Regions from separate parts of the Mus musculus genome. Here region 1 is linked to region 2. The links are chromatin contacts, called in public promoter capture Hi-C maps. All regions are on one chromosome and are shown on one strand. Each heading gives the region's core, a stretch centred on a gene start, on an enhancer-like site or on the middle of the called end of the contact. The rest is flanking DNA. Distances are from core to core; before and after follow the strand shown. Region 1 holds the start of Coq8a (coenzyme Q8A). Region 2 overlaps Cdc42bpa (CDC42 binding protein kinase alpha).

Region 1 (3,668 bases), core at 911-3,410, 200 kb after region 2:
AAAGGGCACCCCAAAACCCCTACTTGGAATGCTCCTCCTTCCCCAGCTGCAGAATCCTGGCACATTCCCACAAAAATACAAATTCACTGCAAAGGCTTCGGATATTTTTCTTTTCCAGTGCATCATCTTTCATCTTCTCCGAACAGCCATCATTTTAGGACTTAATACTAAATTCTAGGTTCCACAGAAAGCAAAATGTAGACCCAAAAGCAAAGCCTCTCACTCTACACAAAAGAAGAACTGGACCATGGTTTCTGGTGCTAATCAACAACAAATGCATTCTGCAAACTGCGTGTGTGCAGACACTGCACGGAAACACCTGCATGTGTGTGCATGTATACGTGTGGTGTGCAGCCAGACACTCCCTGCAGACACAGGCATGCTCTCCTTCCACATTACAACACACGCACATGGCTAAGCAAACTGCGTGGATAAGAACAGTGCGCCCTCAGAAAGTCTCTTAGCCAGCATTTAGCGCCCACTTGTTTGCTCACCGTTGAAGAACCATCCTATGGTGGTTCCCTGTGCTAACCCGCCAAGGCTCCCAATGTTCCTAGGGGCAGAAACTACCAGTTTTCCACATCTTCATAATTTGTGCCTACTTAGTCACATTCATCAGGCACAAAGGCCCAGGGTTTCAGCCGCCAAGTCTCCCTCAGAATGTTTCACCCCTACCACCCAGTGCACTCAGGGTTTCACCTTTAAAGCCCCCACCGAATGCCTTCCACCATTTGTTTACAGCAGTGACTGTAACACTGTCTTAAACTTCCCAACTACTTGTGGGCAAGTTGCACAGAGGTCCTGGCAGCATGGGGTGACCCTGTCTAGAGTCCTGCCTGCATAGTTCTCAACCAAATTTGCTCTTGGGGGTATTTTGCAATGTCAGGGGACATTTTCAGTTGTCACAATTGGTGGGATTGGGTGGCCGTGGGGGTGTCACTATTTGTCTAGTAGTACAAGCCAGGGATTCAGCTACACACCCTGCATAAGATAAGCAGGCACAGTAAACAAGATTAGGTCCAACATGTTAATAGTCTGGAGTTGGGAAGTTCTGTCTCAGGTGGTTCATTAGCTCAGAGAATGCACAGATTGCCTGCCTCGCTTTTGCTTTGTGTCACCTGGTCCACAAGTGGTCACAATTCAGCTGTCTTCATTATTCACAAGGCTAAATATAGCATCCAAAGCTACCCTCGGAGTCGTACAGACACTGCTCTTGTAAGCCAACAAACCCCTCTAGCCTCTTCTCAGAAGTGCCTTCCTCACTCCAAATGTTTCCCAACAACCTCCCTGCCAGCATGGCCGCCAGCCACAGCACAACTGGATGTCTGTCATGATCACTAGTCCAAATCCTCCGGCAAGAAGGTTGGCCTGACACACCCCAGCTCCAGAGTCCCGTTCCACAGACACCAAGTCCAAGTGAGCCTAAATCAATTTTCTACAGTGCTGCAAGCCCAACCCAGATTGGATGTCTGCACACAGCCTCTGCCCCTTCAGGCTGCCTAGCCAATGAAGGGTCCCAGAACCCAGACCCGCCCCTACAGCGTTCTCCCTCTGTCCCCTCACACTCTGAAGGTGGCTTGGTTGAGTTATGTGACAGCTTCTGTGCAAGAGAGTGCAGGAGCTGTCAAAACTGGTAGTGTGGCCATCAGTGTCTGGGAAAAACAAGAGGACGGACCAAAAAGAAACGAAGAAAAAGGAACAAGGAAGGGACTTCTTCCCAGACTTCACCCCAGCCGTGAAACCCAACAGCTGGCTCGGGCTTAGAAGTTGTAGTTCTGACACAAACTGCAGCCAGAGCACACAGTTCGAGGGTCTGAGAGTTCAGAACATTATTGGGAGAAAGGCAGCCACGTGCGTGGACGACGCAGAGGCCACAAGCAACCCTCTGCTCGCTGAGCCAGACCCGGGTCGGGAAAGGGCTGCACCGTACGCAGGCCGCACTGTCACTTGAAAGTATAAGAAGGGACCCCGGGGTGCTGAGGTTAGCAGCGGGCCGGCAGGCGACAGCCTTACCGGGCTGCAGGAAGGTAGCTCCTCCGTCCGCAACGCAACGCCTCCGCGCGCTCGCCCCGCTGCGAGCGCTCCGCACACTCTCCGCTTCTGTTTACCTTCTAGCCCGGGTGCGCACGCCGCGCTCCGCTTGCCCCGCCTCCGAGCCCTCCCATTGGCTGAGCCGCTGTTTGTTAGCTGCCCCGATGCCACAGGACGCAGTGGGAGCGTGCTTACCGCGTGCGCAGCTCACAGCCAATAGGGACTGAGGGTGGAATAAAAGCAACCAATGAGAGGCCGCCCTTGAAGGCCGCGGTCCCTAATCTGCCTGTTAGCTGTCTTTTCTCCCGGGCAGGGAAAAAAGCCTGCAGTTGTTCTGCGCCTGCGTTCTGAAGATTGACAAGCGTTCACCTGGCAGCCACGTGAGGGTCGCCTGGGTACCGACGCTAGCTCAGCTTCCTAGGGGTCGGGCCGGGAAGACCTCAGAAGTTTTGATGGGACCACAGAGGAACCCCCCAGGCCCCCGCCCCAGGACCTAGACTAGGCCCGGGTTGGTTTTTTGGTTTGGTTTGGTTTGGTTTGGTTTTTTGCCATGTGATGAGGCTTCTGCCTGGGTTCCTCCAAAAGCACTTGGCCTAGGGAAGTGTTATGGCGCTGACACCAAAGTTCTATACCCTTCAGCTCTGTATTTAGACTAATTGTGCTTGCTTATTATGAGCGCCAATAAAAAAACAATCCTTTTCCAAGGTGAAAAACAGCCCTGAGGAGTGCACTCAACACACACAACATTGACCCACAACATCCCTAAGGGACTGCTGACCCAGAAAAGATAGGGTTGCGACAGGTCCATGCCACCTTTGTACCAAATGGGAGAAAATACCTAGCCTTGGGGCCTTTCCAAGATGCTTCCGTGCCAGCTCAGCCCTTTCGCCCAGCAATGCTAGGCCAGCTTCCCTCTAACGAACCTAAGACAATCGCTCGCTTCTCCCATGGTTTATTTTCCGTTTTTCGACAGATTGATATGATTTGGACCATGTTTCAAACAAAACAAAACAAAAACTCTGAAAGTATTCTCTATGCTTACTGTCTCCACTTCTTTTTCCATCCTTCTCCACAAAATCAATCTAATAAGGCTTCGATAGTTCGGATCTTGAATATTTTTTCCTCAAAGACCACTTTGGTCCCAAAGGGAAGTAGGCATAGGGAGGCTGTCAAACATTTAGGAAGTATGGCCTGATGAAAGAAAGTCACATCACTGAGGTTGTGACTTTATAGGGAATATTAGGACCTGGGAGCCTTCTCTGCTCCCATGAGAAGCCAACAGCTACCATGAGGTGAGCAGCTCTGCCCACTACACCATCCTACCATGACTTGCTGCTTCATGAGAGACCCCAAAGTCACAGCCCAATGGACCAAGGCCTAAATAAATCTTTCCTATTTCTAAGTTGGTTATCTTGAGTATTTTGCTGCATTATAGAAAGCTAAGGCTTTTCTGTTTAAAATACAGGCTTTAAGCATGCAGATTGCTAGTCTGATCAAAACTGAGATGGGCTCTGCCATTATTTCTTGAGTCTCTCTGCCCAGGCTTATTTCTCCAAGACTCCCACTGTCTGTACTCCTATCCTTGGTGTTAGTCCCTGGGGTTGACGCTCTATTCATTTTCCTTCTTTTCCAAGCTG
Region 2 (3,753 bases), core at 621-3,120:
TTGCTATTGGATGAGGGAAAAGGATTGAAGCCCTGAGGGCCAGCAGAAAGAATATAAACAGGCAACCTCAGGAAATAGGAGTTTTCAGGGACCCCCAGAATGCACCAGAGACCTGGGAGGTGAGAGACTCCAGGACTCATAGGGAGAAGGAATTTATAGAGCCCACCTCCAGCAGGAAGACAGTATCAAGTGAGAGATGGGGTTGCCATCCCACAGTCACACCTCTGATCCATAATTGTTTCTGTCTGAAAGAATTACTGGGATAGAAATGGAGAGGAGCCTGAGGAAAAGAAGGTCCAGCGACAGGCCCAAAGTGGGATCCAGCTCAAGGGGAGGTCCCAGGGCCTGACACTACTACTGAGCCTATGGAACGCTCACAAAAAGGGATCTACCATGACTGCCCTCCAAAGGACCCAACAAGCAGCTGGAAGTGTCGGATGTAGTTATTTACACTCTACCAATGGACAGAAGCAGCTGACCCCTGTTGTGGAATTAGGAAAGGCTGTAAGAAGCTGAGGAGAAGGGCGATTCTGTAGGAGGATCAGCAGTCTCAATTAATCTGGATTCCCGAGATCTTTCAACACTGGACCACCAAACAGACATCATACACCAGCTGATATGAGGCCCCCAACACACATACAGTAGAGGACTTCCAGGTCTGTGTTCATTCAGAGATGATGCACCTAACCCTCTAAAGACTGGAGGCCTCAGGGAGTTTAGAGCTTAGGTGGGGCTGGGTGGGGGTGGGGAGGTGTGGGATGTGGAGCAGTGGGAGGGTGGATGGGGAGGGGTGGGGAATGGAATATGGAGTGTAAAAAATGAATAACAAATAAAATAAAATTAAAAAAACTTAAAAATTTTGTATAATACATTTTTGTTAAATATTGCTGACAAGCTTTTAGAAGTGAATTGAATCTAGTCAGTTTTTTCAAATGTAGTGGCGAGATAGGAAACATTCAGGTAATAGACATGTCTGCCTTACAGCTCTACTACTGAGTCTCAAAACTCTCACCTGTACAGGGGAACACCAGGGCCAAAAAAATGGGAATGGGTGGGTAGGGAAGTGGGGGGTATGGGGGACTTTGGGGATAGCATTGGAAATGTAATTGAGGAAAATACGTAATAATAATAATAATAATAATAATAATAATAACTCTCACCTGTAACATCACAGTGAGTCTCTGTAATTCCTCTACACATCGTGATTGGATTGCCCAGTGGTTTTATAACTCTCAGCTGCGTTCTTGTTGGTTTTCTTCCTATTGTCAAGAGTCGTTTATTATGGCAAGGTAACTATATAACCATCTATAGACACATCTTAGTCTTTGTTCCTTATTACCAGAAATTCCAAGAAGTCTGTGTAGGCCAGTTTGCCTTAACAGACTTGTTTATAGTTTTATTTTAAACATTTAACCCATTTTTGTTTTTTTTTTGTTTTTGTTTTTTTTGAAAAGTTTTATTGATGTTTGGTTTATAGATGACAAGTTAGTCTATTTGAAATTTATAATTCAATGGCTTTGATATCTTAAGAATCTAAAAGTTATAAAATGTATATACACCCCTTTTAAATGGTTGGTGGTATGTATGGAGACAGAGGCTCAGGCAGCACAAGCAGACCTCAGGCTTGCTGTGCAGCTGAGGATGGTGTTGAGTTCCTGGTGCTCCTGCTTCTACTTCGTAAACACTGGGATTACAAGTGCCTGGGCTCTGCTCTAACTATTTTTAAATGTACATTTCAGAAGCATTATATTTATGACAGTGTAAAACCATTATTGCGATCTTATCTCGAAAACTGCGTCATTATCCAAACAGAAATCCAGTGGTCACTCCGTGGCTGTGCTTCTCCTGCTCTTCGCTCCTGGTGGTGGACTCTGTTCTCAGTCTCTATGCAGCTTCCTGTTCTGAGTAGTTCATAAAAATTAAACCACACAGTATAGCATATCTGGCTTATTTTACTTAAAATGTTTTCAAGATTCAGCTATATTGTAGTATGTATCAGATTTTTCTTTCATTTTAAGGTTGGATGATAATTTTACTGTGTGTATTATTCTACATTTCTTACTGCATTAATTTGTTGATAGACATTTGGATTGTTTCCACCTTTTGGCTGTTGAATAATAATGTAGTGAGCACTGATGAGCAGGTAGTTTGAATTCTTCTTTGAGTTGTTTGGGTATCTAGAAGTAGAATTGTTGGGTCCTACAGTAAACCTATTTTTAGCTTTCTTTGATGAACCATCTGTGTTTTCAAGGCAGCAGAACCCTAGGTAGCCCTACAAGCAATGTGCAAACATTCTGATTTTCCCACATCCTTGCCAACATTTGTTGTTTTGATTTAGCTTTATTTAATTATTTAAAAAATAGAGTGTGCAGTGATAACTCGTTGTGCTTAGGTTTGCATTTCTCTAATGATTAGTGGTGGTGATCTTTACATTGGTTTGTTGGCTATTTATATATCTTGTTGGTGAAGTGTTATTCAAACTTTGCCAGGTTTTGGATTGGATGTTTTTTGTTGTGTTTTCATATCTTCTAGTATTAATCCTTTATTTGATGTATATCTTGCGAATGTTTTTGTTATTCTTTGGGCCTTTTCTCCTCTATCCTGACAGTGTCTTAATAGTGTCTTAAATAAAAGTTTACATTTTGACGAGATGCAGTTTATCTATTATTTTTGCTGGCATATTTTGTTTCATATATCAGAAATCATTGCCATATCTGATGCCATACAGATTTTCTCATGTGTTTTCTTCTAAGACTGTTATAACTTCACCTTCTTAAAATTTTTCTTTATTTAATTAAAACATTGATTTCATTCAGTATATTCTGATCACACGCCTCCCATTCCCCATCTCCTCTTAGATCCTCTTCACCTCTCCACCTACCTTGCTCCGTGCCTTTTACTTTTAGGTGTTTGACTAATTTCAAGTTAGTTTTGTGTGTGATACAAAGTAAGGACCAAGATCATTATGTGTGTGTCTATGTGCATGTGCACACATGTGCGAGCATGTGCACAGGCACACATGGAGATCAGAGGTTGATGGCAAGCATCATCTTCAATCATTCTCCACGTTATTTAAACATCTTTATTACTATTGTCACGAGTGTACACATATGCCCAGTTGTCTTGATTTTTGTTTTCTTGTTGGATTGTCCTGACACCCATTCTAAAACCAATTGAACACATAGGTGTGTTTCTGAATATTTTGATTTATTCTGTTGATCCATAAGTCATTATACCAGAACTGTACTGTTTTGATTATTGTAGTTAGTCTTACAATTAGGATGTGAGGCACGTTTCTCTCACTTACAGATTGTTGTGGCTATTCAGTCTGTACTGAGATTTCATATGAGTTTTAGGATATGTTTTCTATTTTTACTAAAAGCTCTACTACAGTTTGTGAGGATTTTCCTGACTCAGACGGTTGCTTGGATATAATTGTCATCTTAGCAGTATTAAATCTTCACAGTTTAGAACATGGAATATCTTTCTGTTCATTTAAGCTGCATCTAAATTTTTTTAAAGCACCATTTTATACTTTCAGTATATAAAGGTTTCGCCTCCTTTGTTAAATTTGTTCCCTAACTGCTTTATAATTTTTATTTGTTTTAAGACTGGGTCTTACTATGTAAACCTGGTTTAACTGAAACTCTCTTCTTATATAGTCAAAGGCTAGCTTATATAGTCAAGGCTAGCCTCAAATTCAGAGTGATACACCTACTCCTGCCTACCAAATGCTGAAGTTAAAGGCATACA

Evidence for each region. Promoter capture Hi-C pulls out the DNA fragments that hold promoters and counts their contacts.
Region 1: a contact with region 2 is called in a promoter capture Hi-C map of liver, with 2.3 times the contacts expected there. The contact joins the promoter of Coq8a here to the enhancer-like site in region 2. A contact is called at or near these places in 10 of 39 promoter capture datasets (3T3-L1-derived adipocytes, embryonic stem cells, fetal liver and 7 more), 1 of 484 Hi-C or Micro-C datasets (nephron progenitors), 1 of 115 datasets of contacts at active chromatin or transcription factors (pancreatic cancer cells) and 1 of 9 other capture datasets (pancreatic islet).

The regions. Positions count from the first base shown.
Region 1 is chr1:180,193,860-180,197,527 of GRCm38.p6, forward strand. It overlaps Coq8a (coenzyme Q8A), which reads right to left and starts at 2,161. Exons shown (of 15, transcript NM_023341.3): 1 at 2,014-2,161.
Region 2 is chr1:179,990,206-179,993,958 of GRCm38.p6, forward strand. All of the region lies in intron 1 of Cdc42bpa (CDC42 binding protein kinase alpha), which reads left to right. Among named protein-coding and RNA genes, the nearest start is that of Cdc42bpa, 31 kb to the left of the region's middle. Within about 2 kb of position 1,871, at least 17 of the 459 cell types and tissues checked have an H3K27ac peak or open chromatin away from gene starts, as enhancers often do. A contact at or near this core is called in liver and pancreatic islet, where this site is marked.